Linked DNA regions of Danio rerio: region 2 is linked to region 1. A link is a contact called in public Hi-C data. All regions are on one chromosome and are shown on one strand. The core of a region is the stretch at or near the end of the contact, and the rest is flanking DNA. Distances in the headings are between cores, read along the strand shown.

Region 1 (4,662 bases), core at 1,868-4,367:
GGCATTTGGTATTTGCATCTGAACTCTTCATATATGTCCCACGTTGCTAAAAACACTATTAGGACACATTTCACAAAAACCTGAAAATGTGATTTTTTTTTTTTTTTGCGTTATTTCAAGCAAATTTGTTCAACAAATCGGCTCATCTTCTGGCATTAAAAAACTGAACAAATTGCAGTATGTCGTCAACAGAGAAATGAACATTATTGACAACTCATTTGCAACAATAACTGGTCAAACCTATTATTCATTAAAAAAAATAATAAATACGTAAAATATAATCAAAACAGAAAATTGTTTGTGTTCACTCTTGTAGTTTGGCCTTGACCAAAAATAAAAAGTCCAAACAGCTAATGTCAATTGTAAGTCCAAATATAAAGATATAATAATAATGATAATAATAATAGTAATAATAATAATAATAACAACACCACCAACAAGAAACAAATAATAGTTTTATGTTGTATACTTTGCTTTGAGCTTACTGAACATTCAATGCAATATTGTGTGCTGGTCTGAACATGTGTATTGCATGTGTGCACACAAGAAGGTATTTTATCAGTTGACATCTTGTGAAAAATTTATAGATGTCAAAAGAAGCGTCAGGAAATCCTCCATCACACACAAACGAAGATCTTCAGTAAGTAGACACGCTTCTGAGAAGCCTACTGAACTATAATGACCAGCTGGGTGACTATAAAAAAAACAAAAGATATTTATTTGCACATCTATTCTGTTGCATCTTGTTTTTCATCGATTTACTATGATTCCTTTAGACTTTTTTTGTTCATATTGCACTTGCCTGGACAGAGTGTATACCGACCAAGCTTATCAGTGATCTAAGGGCACTTGTTTGATGTACACCAAAGTACTGTTCACACTTAAAGTAAATCACACTAACCCAGCATCTATGCTATTGTAATCAAACAACCAAACCTAGCATGAACACACCCTTAAAAGTAGAGGAACAGAGCTATCTAGGAACAAAATTAAAGAGTTTCACATCAGTCATCTTAAAACCCAACTATGACCACTAACCACACTAAATGATGAGAACGACAACAGTGCAGCGCTCAAAACAGCAGCTTTCCACTTAAAAAAAAATAATTCACTAGGTAACGCCTTTGAAGATGTATTTAGAAAGTGTTTGGCATCATTTTAAGTGTTTATTAAGCACCAAATTATTTAAAAAGGCTTTAAAATGTGAAAGCTAGAAAATAGAAAGTCACATCTAGTCCGAATACATTTAAATCTACTACACACAGTAAGAACACTGTAATGTAATGAAATAAATAAATGCAGTACGCTGACACAGTGAAAAGACAGTTGTCTCAGCTGGCATCATTCTGATGTCATACAAAAGTGGAGCTGAAATTATCATCAGAGTGGGCGTCGAGTCCTTTTGTGGGCTGCTCTTCGTGAGCAGATCGAAGAGGCACCGGCAAGCAATGAAAGATATGTCTGTGCCAAAAAGAAAATTCCCTGTAGACCAAATAAAAGCATTACAAAATACAAAAAAAAAGAGAATGTTCTAACATGATGGAGACAGCTCTGAAAACATCACAGTGATAAAATACAATATTAATAAAAAAGACTGACCTTCACGCTGAAATTAATAGAAGACTTGGACAGAAAGGCATGTTATCCATTCTGACAGATAATGAATTTATTTAGCCAGCTACAAAGACGTTCACTTTTATGCAACTGAACACCTACGCAGACATCTATCCAGAATAGGATTGTATGACAGCAATGACCCTTGACCGAAAACGGTCTCACAAACATTGTGTCTGGCCCAAACAATGCCTGGTGATGTTCTGGAACATCTCGGTCCAACTAAAACTGGCCCACAGCGCAACTCAAGCAAAAGCCTACTTCATGAAGCATCAATTTAACTGGCAAACCTTGCATTACAATCAATATACACTGTTAAATCACACCATGCAACAAAAAGGTTTAAGGAAAGGGATTTTAAATTATGACACAACGTGATAATCCAAACCTGCATGACTTTCTTTCAATATAATCTGTCATTGCAGCTAAAAAGGCATTTTGTGTTCCACAGAGGCAAGAAAAAAAGAGTCTGGATCAACACTACGCAGCTTTAATCTTCAAATTGTTTACAAAATGCTTACATCTTAAAGACAATAAGCAGATGGTGAGCTCAAAAGGCCCATTGCTGACTGAACTGCATTATTAGTGCATACTCAACACTGAAACTGCAGAGTTCAATTAAAGTTGCAACCAGCACACACACAAAATCATCTTCTAATAGACGCTGGATTCATAACATTCCTTATGGAAAGAATGACAGATGCATGTGGTCAAAGAAAACCTGTAGCATGCACCTCCTGTCAAACCCAATCACACAATAATAAAGGGTGTGGACACAAATAATAAAAATAACTGCAGTTAACGGAGCAAATGTCAGACGTCATATAATAAAAATGATAACGCAATAACGCTAACTGACTGCCAAAATACAAAGGAAATTCCCTTATTGTCAAAGTACATAATAAGCATGTCCAGAAATGCAATGTTTCCTTGTTGGTGGCTTCCAGCTAGGCTAACACATATGGAAGTTATTCAACCGGCTGAAACGTGAACTGACATTTGTGTACATGAAGTATATGCCTTCTCAAAACACGTGTAGCAAATAATAAGTCAGTGTTTGGCAAAGCGATGGTTAATTTTCGTGTATTTTATTAAAAGCCGGTCAAACGGTGCGGCTAGCAGCTACTCAGCTAACATGACGGCTAACGTTACTCCGATTAAACACACACGACATGGGCATTTCCACAAGAAATGGACGTGTTTGGCAAGTAAGAGGGATGAGATGTGTAATAAAGAGGTGATCTGAAAAAAAGAAAAGCAGTTGAATGTGGAGGCGGTGGACAAGAGAGGCCTTGGTGGGATACTCACCCCTGTCTATGTGAACAGTCAGATTCACAGCAAATACAATCTATGTGAGCGGCTCAGGTCTAGCACAGCAGGTCACAGTATAAATTCCTGGGATGGTTTGTCCCTGCTCCTGTGTGATTTGATGCGAAAACACCAAGTCTTGTGTGTTACAGCCTCTCTGTAGAGCGACAGTGCCTCCTAACCACCATCTTACATTGAAATAGAAAGGGGAGGGGCGCGTCAAGTAGTGACTTTTCAGCGCATGCGCAGTTGATTGTGGGATTGGGTTTACTGGGTAATGTAGTGTTTGGGGTATTTGTTGTTGTTGCAGTTTTAGAACACATAACAAACAAGAGAAATAACAACATTATATTGACTTTAAACTGAATACAATTTAAAGAAAAAAAAAAAACATTACAATTATCCCCAGGACACATTTTAAAGCTTTAAGATAATAGCAGTTCTTTTTGTTTTGGTATTTTTTGTTTCTTTTATCGTAAATAAGCAATGACCTCTTTTGATTTTAAAGTGAGTAAAACTAGTTTTTTTCACTGTCCATTTACATTTAAGAATGAAAAATTGTCCATATATAATGATCAAATAATCAAGATACCAAATTTTAAAGTCAAATGCATTCTCATAAAAAAAATCATCTTTTTCTTTGAATTCGAACACAATATTTGTACTCTGCTTAATCAAAAAAGAAAATATCACAGCAAAACTATTGTGTATAAATACAATTATAAAATAAATGAACAATACTCTCTTCTTTATCATTACAGAAAGCACATTTTAAATCAGCATCTTTACTAAATTTTGCAATTATCTGTTTTACAGGATGATTATTATTAACAATTTTAAATGATACCTCTCTAATTTAATTTATAATAGAAAAACGTCTGGAAATCTTAAGTCTCGTTCAAGTTGACATCTTGAAATTGTGATCTCCAAAAACCAATGGTTGTATGAACACGGACAATCCAGATAATCAACGGATAATGCAGTGTGCAACATGCTGCACTAAAACTGTTCTTACTTGAACTGTAGCTATTCAATGATATTTTAGGGGAATGTAATTTTTTTTTGCATGAACTAATGATTTATAGCTTTATTGGCAAACTACGTATCATATGAATATACATTTTTTTTAGCTTCCTCAGGATTTATTTGTTTGTCAAGTTTTACCTATGAAAATATTCAACTGTTCAAAAAGACAAGGCTACATTAGGCTTAAAAAATATGCAAAGTAATATCTGTAGAAATAAAATCACTTGATATATGTTATGGCCTATATTAAGTCGTGTCTACACAATTGTATATGTCTAAAAATACTTTCATAATTGTCAATAAGGCTGTTAATAATAATAAAAATAATGGTTTTTATTATTATTATTAATAATATTATAGGAGTAAAATGCATGAGACAGACACCATTTCACATTTATCAGTATTTTATTTAAATTTGTATATTTATATGTACATATTTCATTTACATATTTTATTTCACTGCACAATTAAATTATTACAAACTTATATTTCTCATTTTATAGTTCTCATGTTTGACCCACTTCCAAAGTTTACCAGTAGATGGAGATGTAGGCTAATTATTTCAGAATGAAGACTTTTCATGTCCACAATATTATTTGTATCTCACACTTAAAAAACATCAACAACTAACAAATCTATGACCTATGAAGGATTGTAAAGTATTTTTCTGAATCACATTTTTTTTAACAAATATAATAAACAGATCTTTATTCC
Region 2 (4,585 bases), core at 895-3,394, 480 kb after region 1:
TACCTACACTTTTTACTCAAAAAATATTCTTAAAAAACATTGACATTTAAAAAAATTATTCTAATTTATCTAAAACTATATGCAGTAGTTTATCCAGGTCCCAGATCATCAGGTAACTATAGATAAATGGAGAGTTAATATCCTATTATGTTTATATTATGTTATTGTAAAGGATGATAAATAAACCATATCAATAAAAATAACTGTAAGCAAAAGAAAGCAGGTGTGAACCATTCTGTGTGCAATGGTGAAAGTATAATCAGGTGAACACTGTTACTGTTGGGTCCATTAATAATCTGTTCAAAAAATGGTAAAAGCGAAAGCGGCAACAGTTGCTGCTTCCAAAAATTCTGGATCTCTTGAAAGCAGCAGGACTGTGGGTGCGCGAGGATAGCCTGTGTCGAATCCATTTGCCTGATCATCCTCTCATTCAGTAATCACCTGCTTTCTTTTGCTTGTGTGAAAAGTTATCAATCGTGCGGCTTCTCTGTTCTAAGATCACATTTGCGTGCACTGTGACAAACAATCTTAAAAATACATTTTAATTTTTAGGGACGAGGCAAATCTGGCAGTTTAAAAATAACTTCAACCAGCCAAAGTGGATAAAGGGGTTGTCTGTCTAAGCCACAACAGTTGAGATCTACCTACATTTGACAGGTGTTAATGTCAAGCCCTGAATAAAACATACAATGTTTAAAAGTTTGGGTAAATATATAGTAAAAACAGTAATACTGTAAATATATTTTGAATTTAAAATGTATATATACTATTTATTTTAAATAGATTAATATTATTAAATTATTTTACTTTATATTACAATGTATTATCAAAAAAAATACAGCATTTTGGCCATTTAATAATGACTTATTAACTTGTCATTAAGCTTTAGCAGTACCGGTGTAATTATCCAAGTCTCTGAATTTATTTGACACTTTTTTTTTTTTATCTAACAAGCTAACTGTAATTTGGGTTAATTTTTTTACCTACATTTAATAGAAAAAAAACACACATTTGACACTGAAACTGCAATATGACTGACAGAAAACAACAGAGACAGAATCACTCATTCAAGTGCACCAACAGGATTCAAGTGACAAATCCCTGCAAAAAAATCCTCCAGGCAGACCTTTGTCATGCATGTCCATGCTCTTCAGCAGATCATGTCTTATGGGCTGTGTGGCCTTCATACACAGTCGATGGACATTGGAAGGAGTATCGTCACCGGCGAGGGTCGTCAGATCGATGCATGTGACAGCCTTTAGCAGCCAGGCAGCCTACAATAGCAGAGGAGGTGAATGTATGTTATATTTAAGTCCGGCAAATCTAATAATTATGTCTGACAAATCTTGCAGCTTGTTTACCTGCCACTGCTTCTTGGCCATTTTGCGTCCCTGGATCTGCTGAGCTCTTTTATGAACAGCCTGAGTGTTGACCCTGACTTTTGACACCCATTCCAGATCTAAAATAAAGCAAGAATAAATGACATAAAATAACTTTAAAAGGGCAGATTTGTATTTGTCCTTTCTCCCTTCTTCTGTTAATGCGAGTCATGAGACACATGGGTCATGGGAGATTCATCAAAGGCATTTCATTTCCATTCATCTCAGAATCAGCAGCATACATGAAAACAAGAAAGAAAAATAAAACCACATTCAACATTCACAGGACATGTTATGAAAGTTATAAGTGAGTTAATAACTGCTGGAGTTAAAGATTAACCACACAAAACACAAAGAAGATACTTTGCACTTCATGTAAAATAGTTTAAGTGAAGCCAATATGTTTACAACTCTGTTTTAAGAAAATGTGTTTGTAAATAGTAATAGTATAGTGATACAATATAGTAATGGTATAGTTTTTATTTATATTATTGAATGAAACCTTATCACGTGGGAAAGTAGCGGTATTAAAGTAAGCTTCGTTTTGTTTTGACTGTAAACATAATAAGAACGAAGATGTACTAACCAAGGTGCATTCCTGGATTTCTCGCAGACATGATGAAATGTAAATCACTGAATGAAATAAATTGTAAAAATCCGGTTGTTTGACAAGCTGCAGCTCCTCACGTTGACAGCTTACGCTACTTGCCGTCTTCCTGGATTGCTTGCTAGTCACTGATACGTCAACGCTCTCAGCCAATCATTTCACAGCTAAGCAAGGCGTAGAATAATGACGTTTTTTGTATTTACTAAAAGGCTCGTTTGAGGTGCACTATGGCAAGCCGTTTTAACATTTACTACTTTGTTTTGACTATCCATAAATATATTTAGAGATATCTCTAATTATATTTTGACTAGTCAGAATGACAATTAGAGATATCTGCAATTACAATTGTACTAGTACGAAATCATATTGGAGATATCTGCAAATATATTATGACTAGTCATATTCCTCCATTGACTTCCATTGAAACATATTTGCAGATATCTCTAAATGAGTTTTGACTAGTCACAATTGTAATTAGAGATATCTCTAAATGAATTTCGACTAGTCACAATTGTAATTAGAGATATCTCTAACTGAGTTTCTACTAGTCGTAATACATTTAGAGATATCTACAAATATTTGAAGATATCTCTCATTAATTTACTATTAGTCGAATTACAATTGTATATCTTGAATTGGATTTTTGACTAGTCAAAATTCATTTAGAGATATCTTGAAATGGAATTGTGAGCTTTGTGACTAGGAAGAATATAATTGTAGATATCTTTAATTAACATTGTGACTAGTCAAAACTCTGTTGTAGATATCTGTATTGTATATTCAAATCACCTGCTTTGCTTAACCCCGCCTAAATTATTACGCATTTGGTATTCGAGCGCGCCAATAGGCCTTTTCACACTTCCTGGTTCCGGTGTTAGCGAAACAGCGTCCCAACAACATACGGTTTAAATGCGACGGACTAAATATCATATGAAGAAAAATATTAAATTAAAATACTACTGAAACAATAGCACATGCATTTAGTTAATTTGTCTTTTATTTAAGAAAGAATGGCAGGGTCATCTCATCGCTGTGATTGCTGCGTTCTCGGCTGCTCCAACTGAAGAAAACAACACCCTTACTTTAATGACCACGATCTCCCGAAAGACGAAGGACAGGGAAAATCATGGATGACATTATTAGAGGGGTTGAATGCCGTTTCAAGTTATATGCGGGAGTACGTTCGTATGCTGTATGCACTTCAAAGCGGAGATTATCATGTTTTATTAAAGACTGGTGGTCTTAGTTTTATTTTGATGAGTAACGTTAATTATAATAGAGACAAAACTCCAATTAAGATATCTGCCTTCTACAAACAAGTGCTCATCATGGTCATTCATCTATAAGCATGATTTCTCCCCACTTTGTTGTTATTTTGGAATAATAGACAATTCATACAAACGCAAATCTCGCAAAAATGCAAAATTATTTGTTTAGTCAGTTATATAATAAAGATGGTATACTTTTCTTACAACGGAGTCCTTTTTCGTTACAAAATCTCAATAACCCAGCAAGTTTTCTACTGTTATTGGTTCAATTCCTTTGGAGACATGTTATTCATTCATGTTATTTAGATGTATTAATAAGACAATCCTTCTGATGCAATGTCTTTTGATATTACTAAATCTTATGTCTGCAAATTTTGTTTTACTAAATACCAAAAGTAATGATAGAGCTATTCTCTTTTCCAAAAAGAAATGATTACTGTACCTCATATCCAATTTTATGTCTTTATTAAAGGGTGAATTAAATAAGTTTGGCTGTTACCACAGAAATATCATGTTAGAAATAGAATTAAAGAAATATCCTATAAACTTATCCACAGGTTTTATCCAGCAAAACATTGTTTGCGAAAAATTAAAAGTGGGATTGATGTAAATTGTATTTTTGTAAGGAAGAGGAGACAGTTTTACACTTATTTTGATATTGTACATAGTCAGCTTATGGGGTGAGGTGCAAAAATTTATTAATAACATTTTTTTGTGTGTTCAAAACCTCTTTCATCATTATGGAGAATTTACATTTGGGCTTGATTATCCTAATCTAGAGGAAAATAGTTTTATTTATTTAATTTGCTTATGTTGTTGACAAAATTGTACATTCATAAATGTAAAATTACTAATATGAAACCAGATTTTAAGGGATTGATGACTGAAATATGCTTGTATAATATCAGGATTAACTCTCTAAACAAGAAAACTCGACCCACTTTAAAATGTGTTTACTCTACAATGTATTTCATTATTGTTATATTACATTTTGTATTTTATTTATAATAACCCCCTGGCATGTACATTTTTGTATTGTAAAATGTTATTTGCTGTTCTTCAAATAAATAATAAAAATGAATATTATCCACGAGTAGGAGCTAACGTGTTTTCAGACTTGAGAAAACCTCACAAGCATTAAACAACCTGTAATGAATGGGGCTGCTGCATTGCCCGATAGCAACTCGCCTGTACAACTAACTCGCCATTCACTATATCTGACTCTGAACAAAAAGGAAGGAGGGGGTTAGCACAGTATGCAGACGGGACTACTGACATAAAACTCATCCTGCTGGATGTTAAATAGCCAGGTTAATCTTGCGCACGAATGG

Evidence for each region. Hi-C and Micro-C count contacts between places; a contact is called where the count stands out from the background.
Region 2: a contact with region 1 is called in a Hi-C map of hematopoietic stem cells, with 2.1 times the contacts expected there. The contact joins the promoter of dera here to the promoter of cnot4b in region 1. A contact is called at or near these places in 2 of 18 Hi-C or Micro-C datasets (hematopoietic stem cells and an unstated tissue) and 1 of 4 datasets of contacts at active chromatin or transcription factors (embryo).

What each region holds. Positions count from the first base shown.
Region 1 is chr4:12,856,354-12,861,015 of GRCz12tu, forward strand. cnot4b (CCR4-NOT transcription complex, subunit 4b) reads right to left here and starts at 3,118. Exons shown (of 13, transcript NM_201169.1): 1 at 2,923-3,118.
Region 2 is chr4:13,339,148-13,343,732 of GRCz12tu, forward strand. dera (deoxyribose-phosphate aldolase (putative)) reads right to left here and starts at 2,145. Exons shown (of 9, transcript NM_001006097.2): 1 at 1,966-2,145; 2 at 1,362-1,459; 3 at 1,127-1,274. The coding sequence starts at 1,996.